Regions from separate parts of the Dromaius novaehollandiae genome. Here region 1 is linked to region 2. Evidence: chromatin contacts called from public Hi-C data. All regions are on one chromosome and are shown on one strand. The core of a region is the stretch at or near the end of the contact, and the rest is flanking DNA. Distances in the headings are between cores, read along the strand shown.

What was found. Hi-C and Micro-C count contacts between places; a contact is called where the count stands out from the background.
Region 1: a Hi-C map of liver shows a contact between it and region 2, with 8 times the contacts expected there. The contact joins the promoter of FARP1 here to the enhancer-like site in region 2. A contact is called at or near these places in 2 of 4 Hi-C or Micro-C datasets (brain and liver).

Annotation. Positions count from the first base shown.
Region 1 is chr1:162,198,245-162,201,826 of bDroNov1.hap1, forward strand. FARP1 (FERM, ARH/RhoGEF and pleckstrin domain protein 1) reads right to left here and starts at 1,712. Exons shown (of 27, transcript XM_064504545.1): 1 at 1,316-1,712. It overlaps LOC112994825 (a long non-coding RNA gene), which reads left to right and starts at 1,742. Exons shown (of 4, transcript XR_003262033.2): 1 at 1,742-1,925.
Region 2 is chr1:162,093,057-162,097,132 of bDroNov1.hap1, forward strand. The region is part of intron 2 of FARP1 (FERM, ARH/RhoGEF and pleckstrin domain protein 1); the gene reads right to left. Among named protein-coding and RNA genes, the nearest start is that of FARP1, 100 kb to the right of the region's middle. Within about 2 kb of position 1,520, at least 1 of the 2 cell types and tissues checked has open chromatin away from gene starts, as enhancers often do.

The sequences.
Region 1 (3,582 bases), core at 462-2,961, 110 kb after region 2:
GTGATAGTGTTCCCGTAGAGCAATCATCTTTCCACTCTCCAGGGACAGATCTCTTTGAAGGAAACCCTGTCCGAAGCCTGTGACTAAAAAAGATACTCCACACGTTTCATTTATTTGGTGCCAGCAATCAAGCAAATCCAGCAACTTAAAAAACAAAACAAGAGTTTGCATGTACTAAGAAAAAAAAAAAGGCACAGAATCATGAAAGATAAGGCCTACTGCACACAAACTCCACCTCTGAAAATAAAGTTGTTTAATCAAAACCTTTCCCCTACAGTTAATGCCTTATGGACACAGATCCTACTGATGAGTGGACAAACACTCCGTTTCGAAAGCGGCGAACTTTTATTTATTTATTTATTTATTTTAGCTCCAGCACAGCCGAGGCGTCGACGACACGAGGCCAGGCGCACCGCGGCACTTCCCTAGGCGCGACGGCGGGGAGGGCGGCGACGGCCGCCACAGGCGCGACGCCACGAGCCGCCCCGCCCCAACGGCTGGGGGAGCCCGGGGTCGGCGCTGGCCCCGGGGCGAGCCAGGTGCCGCCGCCTGCCTCCCTCCCGCCCCCGCGGGGCAGCTCTCCCGGGCCGCCCCCGCGCCGGGAGCCGCGGCGCGCTGCCCTCAGACGCCCCGCCGCCCCGGGCGGGCTGCCGGGCTGGCCCAAACCGAGGCGGGAGGCGTCGCCTCCCCCGTGTCAGCCCCTCGGCCCCTTTGTAAGCCAGGATCGCGGCTCAGCCCAGGCAGGAAGGGGGCTGAAAGCTGAGGGAAGGCGAGTGGGGGGCGCAGGCAGGGCTAAGGCGCCCCTCAGCTCTGTTCGGGACCGCGAGCCGCCGCAAGGCTCCCGGCCCGCCGCGAGGACGCCCGGGGCGTCCCGCCCGCCGCCGGGCCGCGTCCCAGCCCGGGGGCCAAACAAAAGGCACTAAGTTGTGCGGCAGCCCCGGCCGCCGCCGCCCGGTGTCCGGACTGCGCCCGGCCGCGGGGAAGCGGGGGAGGGCGGACCAGGCGCCGCTCGGCGCGGTGCCTCCCGCGGATTACCCGCGCTAATGGCATTAAGCGGGGCTGAGCGGCGCCCGCGGGGTGTCCACCGGGCAGCGCGGCCCCGCGGCTGTCACCGCCCGCGGAGGGGTGGCGGTGCCGGGGGGAGGGGGCGGCGGTGCCGGCGCAGGGCGTCGCTCCCCGCCGCCGCCGCTGCCCCACGCCTTCGCCGCCTCGCGGGCGGGTCTCGCCGCCCGCCCCGCAGCCCCGGCCGCCGTGCCCGGCGGGGCGGGCGCCACCCGCTGCCGCCCGGCCCCATTGTTCGCCGTGCCGCCCTTACCGTGCGCGGGGCTGGGGCTGCGCGGGCTCCCGCTGGCTCTCCTCGCTGCGGCTGGTGCAGGGGCAGTCGGGCTTGGCCGCCGGAGGTCCGAGCCATTAAAAGCTCCGCGGGGAGGAGGAGGAGGAGGAGGAGAAGGAGGAGGAGGAGGAGAAGGCGGCGGCAGGAGTGGTGGCGGCTGGGGGAGGAGGAGGAGGACAGCGGGGGGCTCGCGGGAGCAGGGTCGCCATGTCCGGCTTTGCAAGGGGGAAGAGTCCGGCGGGCTGGGCGCTGAGGAGAAGGAGGGCAGGCGACGGGGGCCGGGGCAGCCTGCTGCCGCCCGCCGACCGGGGGAGCTGGAACTGGACGCCGCTCTGCCGCGGCTGCACCTCCCCTAACCCTGCCCCCTCCCGGAGGGGGAGCCGCCGGCGGCAGGAGGCGGCCGAGAGCCCCCTCCAGCGTTCACAGGCGGCGGCGGCGGCGCGCCATGGCCGCTCGCCTCGCCTCGGTGCGGCGCGGCCAGCGGCAGTGGCAGGAGCAGGGCGCCCGCCTCGGCGCGGCCGCAGGGACTCGGGCAGCCCGTCGTGGGGAAGGAGCAGGAGGAGGAGGAGGAGCGACCACCGCCCTGCGCCAGGTGCGGTGCCGGGGGAGGGCACGTACCCTCCTCTCCGGCAGAAGGGGTGGGCAGCGCCCCCGTGCCCGCGGCGTGGGCGCTGCCGCCTGTGGCGAGGCGGCGTGAGGGAAGGGTTAAGCCCGGATTAACTCCCGCGCTGGGGGGGCAGCGGGCGCGGCGAGGGGCAGGGCGTGCGGCAGGGGCTGCGAGGGGAACGGCGTGCGGGCAGGGGCTGCGAGGGGCGAAGCGGCGGTGCCGCGGGGTGCCTGGCTTCCCGCCGCAGGGTGCTGACCCGGAGCGACGGGCGGCAGGTGCCCTGTGTCATCGCGCCCCCCTTTTTAGTGCATTTAGTGCGGCTCCCAGAGGTAGGACCGTCTCAGGTGGGTGCTTTTGGTAGGAGTCTACCGAAAGCAGGAGGTTAGGAGGAGGTTTCAGGAATCAGTGGAGAACAGATGGACGCGTGATTTACTGAGAGGCAGTCCTTCACAGTCATGCTTTAAGACTCCATACTCTTGGACACCAGAGAAACCAAAGGGCTAGGCAGTGTATTCATATTTTCTGGTTACTGGTCAGTAACCTATTTTTTCTCCCTCATTAAATGACCACAGACCACAGCACTGTAAAACTGAACAAGTAGCAGCAGTCCACGCTTCAAGGGCTTTCTCAAAAAAGTCTCCAGTCTGTGCATCGAAAGGAGAACACCAGGCAAAAGCTGGGGCTGGGGGGACACCTTTTCCAGACATGCTGTATATTGCCTCAGAGAAGACCTGGATCTATGGTGAAAAGGCTCTCAGACACACTTAGGACCAGCATAACTATTTGCCCTTACAACACTGTTATCCATTTACGTAGCTGCAGCATTAGGATGTGCATCTCTTTAGGCCTCTTCCTAGATTCCACCCAGAATTTGTCTGGAAGATGACTGGACAGTGCACACTTATGAGTGATACAGAGGAAAGACTTCAGGTCTTTGAAGTTCACTCAGTGACCCAGCAGGGAGCAGTGAAGTAGGAATGTTTGTAAAGTAATCGAGACCCATGCTTCCCTTCCGAGCATTTAGCATTTACAGACCGTTTGAGGAGCCCAGCTATCTCTGCGTTTTCATCCCTGGGGGAAAGAGAAAAGATATGTGAATGCTATAAATATTTTCTCCTCTAAGCCTTGCCCTTGCTTAATCCCAAAAGACAAATTCCTCTGCTGTTGACAGTAATGCCTCTATGCACAAACACCTCACTAGAGATACCTGGATGCATGTGCCAGCCAACTTTGTGAGATCAAGTGGAGAACTTCATTTCTTTGGACAGTTCTGAAACCTTAACCAAAGTACATGGATTACTGACTGAAAGGCTGGGAATCGTCCTTAGCTGTCAGTATTTGATAAGATAGTAACCACTGTTATTTCCCGCAGACTTTTTCCCTACAAAATCCGTGATCTGTCTGTAAAAAAGAAAGTTTAACATACACATTCTAACAATATGAACTGTGAATAAAAAACACTAAAGTAATAAAAAAGTTACCTTTTTCCAGACACTTATGTCAACAGCTTTAACTGTTAATTAAGGTACAGCTAGGGTAAGAGCAGCACAGCAAGGGTCAACAGTAGCACTTGGAATTTCCTGGTGCATTTTATGTACACTTTCAAATCACTAATGCTTCATTCCCACCTAACAAAGAGTTG
Region 2 (4,076 bases), core at 270-2,769:
GCTGAAAGGTGAGCCAGGGGAGGGGAAACAATTTCAAAATAAAAGTGAAGGAGGTGGCCAGCTTCTTCTCTTTCCTCCAGAAGAAATAAAAGCAGTGAGAATGAAGAGGGAAGGAGGAAAAATATTAAAACAGGAGACATAATGCTGGGAAAAGGTTGAAAAAACACCTGCCTATTAAAGCTGGGCACTTTGCAAAGGGCAGTGCTGCTCTCTCCTTCCATTGCAATCACATGAAGCAGTTATGCTAGGAGGGGAATCCTTTCCACAGCCCATTCCTGTTCTCACAAGCTCCAAGCAGTTCAGCAAACACTTACGTGTGAGCCCTCTTCAGGTAAATATAAAATAAAACCAATGAAGGGCTCATTTGCTTTTTGCTCTGGCCAGCAGAGTCAATGGCCAGCAAAGTACAAAAACAGCAGAGCTACCTTGGTTTAATTTTCTATGATGATTAGACTAGAGATCAATACAAGAAATCTTTCTCCAAGGATGTAAAAGCATGTCATCTGACCCACTCTGCATGTAGTTACACATCCATTTTCAACAGTGACCAAACACCCATAGTCCCTCCAGCACCAAAAGTCTCCATAACACCAGGAAAACCTGACCATCCTGCTGAATATACTAATCTGATCTTTAAATACATATGGCACACTTCCTTCAGAGGGCAGGATATGCAGGAGGAAGAGGAGGGTTTTTTTTCTTAATTAGCCCAGTGGCTACAGCTGGGGAGGGCAAGGGGCAACCTTGGTGGGGTTGTTCTTGCAGGATGGGGCTGGGAGCAGCAGCCACGCCAGGAGGCTGGAGAAGGGCAGAAATACCAGGGGAATCGTAGCTGGACTCAGTTTTCATGAACACAGCACATCTGATGTTCCCTCAAGTTTAGGCCTCAGATCTCAAGCAGAAAACACCCTTCCTATGATCTTTCTGGAGCTGAGGACCACCACAGGCACGCTGTTTTGGTTTTAATGTAACAGTTTAACCTAGGTCCATCTGCTGCTGAGAGCCACTGAAATCCAGCAGAACTGTACCTGGTGCTGTAAAACCTAGCAGCTTTCCAAAACCCAGGGCTGCAGTTTTGTTAAAAATGTCAGCTATTCTAATGCGTGACTCACTCACCAGCAATTTAAGGAGCCGGGTCCATCGGTGCCTGCGGTCTCCCAGGGAGCGGGTCCGTTCCAGCAACCTTTCCGCTCACCAGATCAGAGCCGGCACACCCGACCAGGGATGCGTTCCCAAAACTACACGGAGTCAGTGGGGCCTGCTTTCCCAGTCCCTAGAACAGCAGGTATTTTTATCTGTTCACCCAAATCTCCATTCGGTCTGCAGCAGAGGAGGCATTTAAGGCTCCTTTACCTCCCCCGTGTACGCAAGCTAACTGGAGTTTTTGTATTCACAAACATGCATCTCGGAAAGGTCAAAAAATCGGTCTTGCAAATGTAATCGTAACAGGCTACCGGCAGTGAGGAAAATGCCTTTAAACTGAAAAGGCTTACCAGCTGCACTTACCAGTTTGACCTCTGGGACAAAGTCGTAAGCATGCGGTTGTGACGCTGTACAACACCAAAGTCATTTTGGAACGCTTTAAACAACTACAGAGCAGAGGAAGGCCTTGGTAAACCTTGAGTCAAATGTCAACATGAAAGAGAGTATAGACTTTCTCGTACTGCATTATCATTAATCTGGAGGGACCAAATATGTCAGAAGAGAAGAGAATATTTGGACAATGCTTAAAATGTGCACGCATACGTATCATGCCTTGAATCATCCACCAATACCGAAAATCAAAAAGAGTAATTTGTTCAGTATTTTTTAAACACACCAGGCCACTACAGCACTTAATGGACAGTAGCAATATGAACCATATTTCAGCTAATGACCATGTGATGAATGGACTTGCACATTATTATCAACCTCTAGAGCCTTCACTGGCTCTTTGGACAATTTTTAGTAGCAGGAGTTCAGAAACTAGTCCTATAAATTTTGATTCAAATTGATGAGCTTACTTACTGCAGTGCAACTTTCATAGTATTATTAAGCTATAGCCTACTTCACTGTTATAAATCTACAGTCACAAATTACTCTTTCATAGAATGAGCATTAGATTTATTCTAAGCACATTTTGTTTGTGACTGAAACCAAAGTAAGCAACTGAACTAGCAGAAAATAAATCAACAGACCAACTGTATGAACTGATCCAGTGACTGAACTCAAATGAACGTTCTGCCTTCCACTTAAAACAACACAAGGGATGGTAAAAGTCATTTGTAAATGTGCAGCAGAGTAGAAATGATCTAAATGCCAGCGAAGTGAGATTACCTGTACTACGGCAAACATGTAATGCTGAACAAGGTTTGCACGATCAGTTTTTACTGTTGCAGATCATGCTGGCATTCCTATTAATAATCACTTAAAGTGCATGGAAATTCAGCTCAGCAATGACAACTGGGAGGCTCTGCCTGCTGTGCAAGTGGACCTAATACACTCATTTCTACAGAACTCAGGAATTTTTTCTCAGTAATAAGTCATAGTGGCAAAAATACCTTCATGGCTGTTCAGATAAACAAACACCAATGCAATGCCATATGTAAGAGTTTGAGAGAAATTCAGTGCTTGGATGCTTATTGCAGTTTTGTTCAGGAGCTGCAGTATGGAAGTAACAAAACACCAGCTGCACAGCTGCTGCTATGGTCAGAAATGAGACAGTTGGGGGTTACATCAATTTAACACTGATGGCTGCATGCCTAAAGTAAGAGCGGCCACTGTAGGTGGCAAAACATTTTTATAGAGAGAAGGACCTGGCATGCAAGCGAGAAGAAAACTGGAAGTCCTGCTGGTCCCCTCTTGCAATAATATGGAAACGCAGACAGAACAGCAGCTAGAGGGGAGTAGAGATTCAAATTTATCAGAAACCCACAGGAAGAGAAGGAAGATGGCATCTCACCATCATCTTCCAAATCTACAGATATCTAACAATTACACTCCAGAAAGAAATCAGATAAATCTGAATGCGTGTTTTACAGTATGTGAAGTATGTATATTGGAGCATTAGAGTTGTTTTTGCCAAGTACACTTACAGAAGGGGGGAGCCTTTTTGAAACCATCAGATCACTAGCTTATGTGACCAATGTTATCTATGAGTTGAGCGTAAAATAAGCTGCTGTATGATACTGTACACTGTACAGTTGGGAAGTTCAGCAGTGGGTTTGCAATGAAGACTTAACTTGCATTCACAGCAACATAGTACTACTTTTAATGAATGAAGTAATTAGCAGTGCTATAAAGAAAGTGTATCCCTGAGCATTCAACATCAAAAGCACTACGTTAATTTGCAATTAAAAGGCCAGAACTTGAAAGATCCTGTGTTCTCTCTGCTCCTCTTTGGAGTCAATGGAAATTAATGGCGCACAGCATCTATCAGGATCAGATCCAAATGAAAAAGCATTCATTTGACTTATGTCGCCACTTAACTTCACTTGGAAAATACTGAAAGTTTGGAAATGACAGAAGGAAAAACAATGCTGAATTCATGTGCAAAACTCTTCATTTTCAGGAAAGACGTTCTATGAATATAAACTGAAGTGGCACGGTAAGCCTTCTCCATGTTTCCAGCACACTTCTAGAAACTGAAATCTTGAAAGCCCTTTAGAAACTATGAATTTTCCTTGTTAAAAATTCCTATGGGTCAAACATAAATTGCGTACCTTTTTGCACTGGGCCATTATTGACATGACATGGGTCCATTATTAATTCCAGCTGCAATGTCCCATTTGCTCATTTCTCTCCACTTCTGCTTTACCCTTTTCACTCTTCATGTAGGAAGTGCCTACCTTGTCTAAGTCTCTGGAAGGCCCAGCCTTACTATAATACTCATTGAAATAGATCAAAGACATATTTTTAATTTCTAATAAGCTAAAAAGTTATACTGTACTAGGCACAAGCCACTATGAATAAGTGTATAGTCATTTTTCAGCAAGTCTGGAAAATTCCTACCTGTTCTGACAATAGGTCAGCCTTTAATGCTATGGTTAAAATTAGACTGCAAAATTTTTCATGGCTTTATCTGTATTGGGACGTGC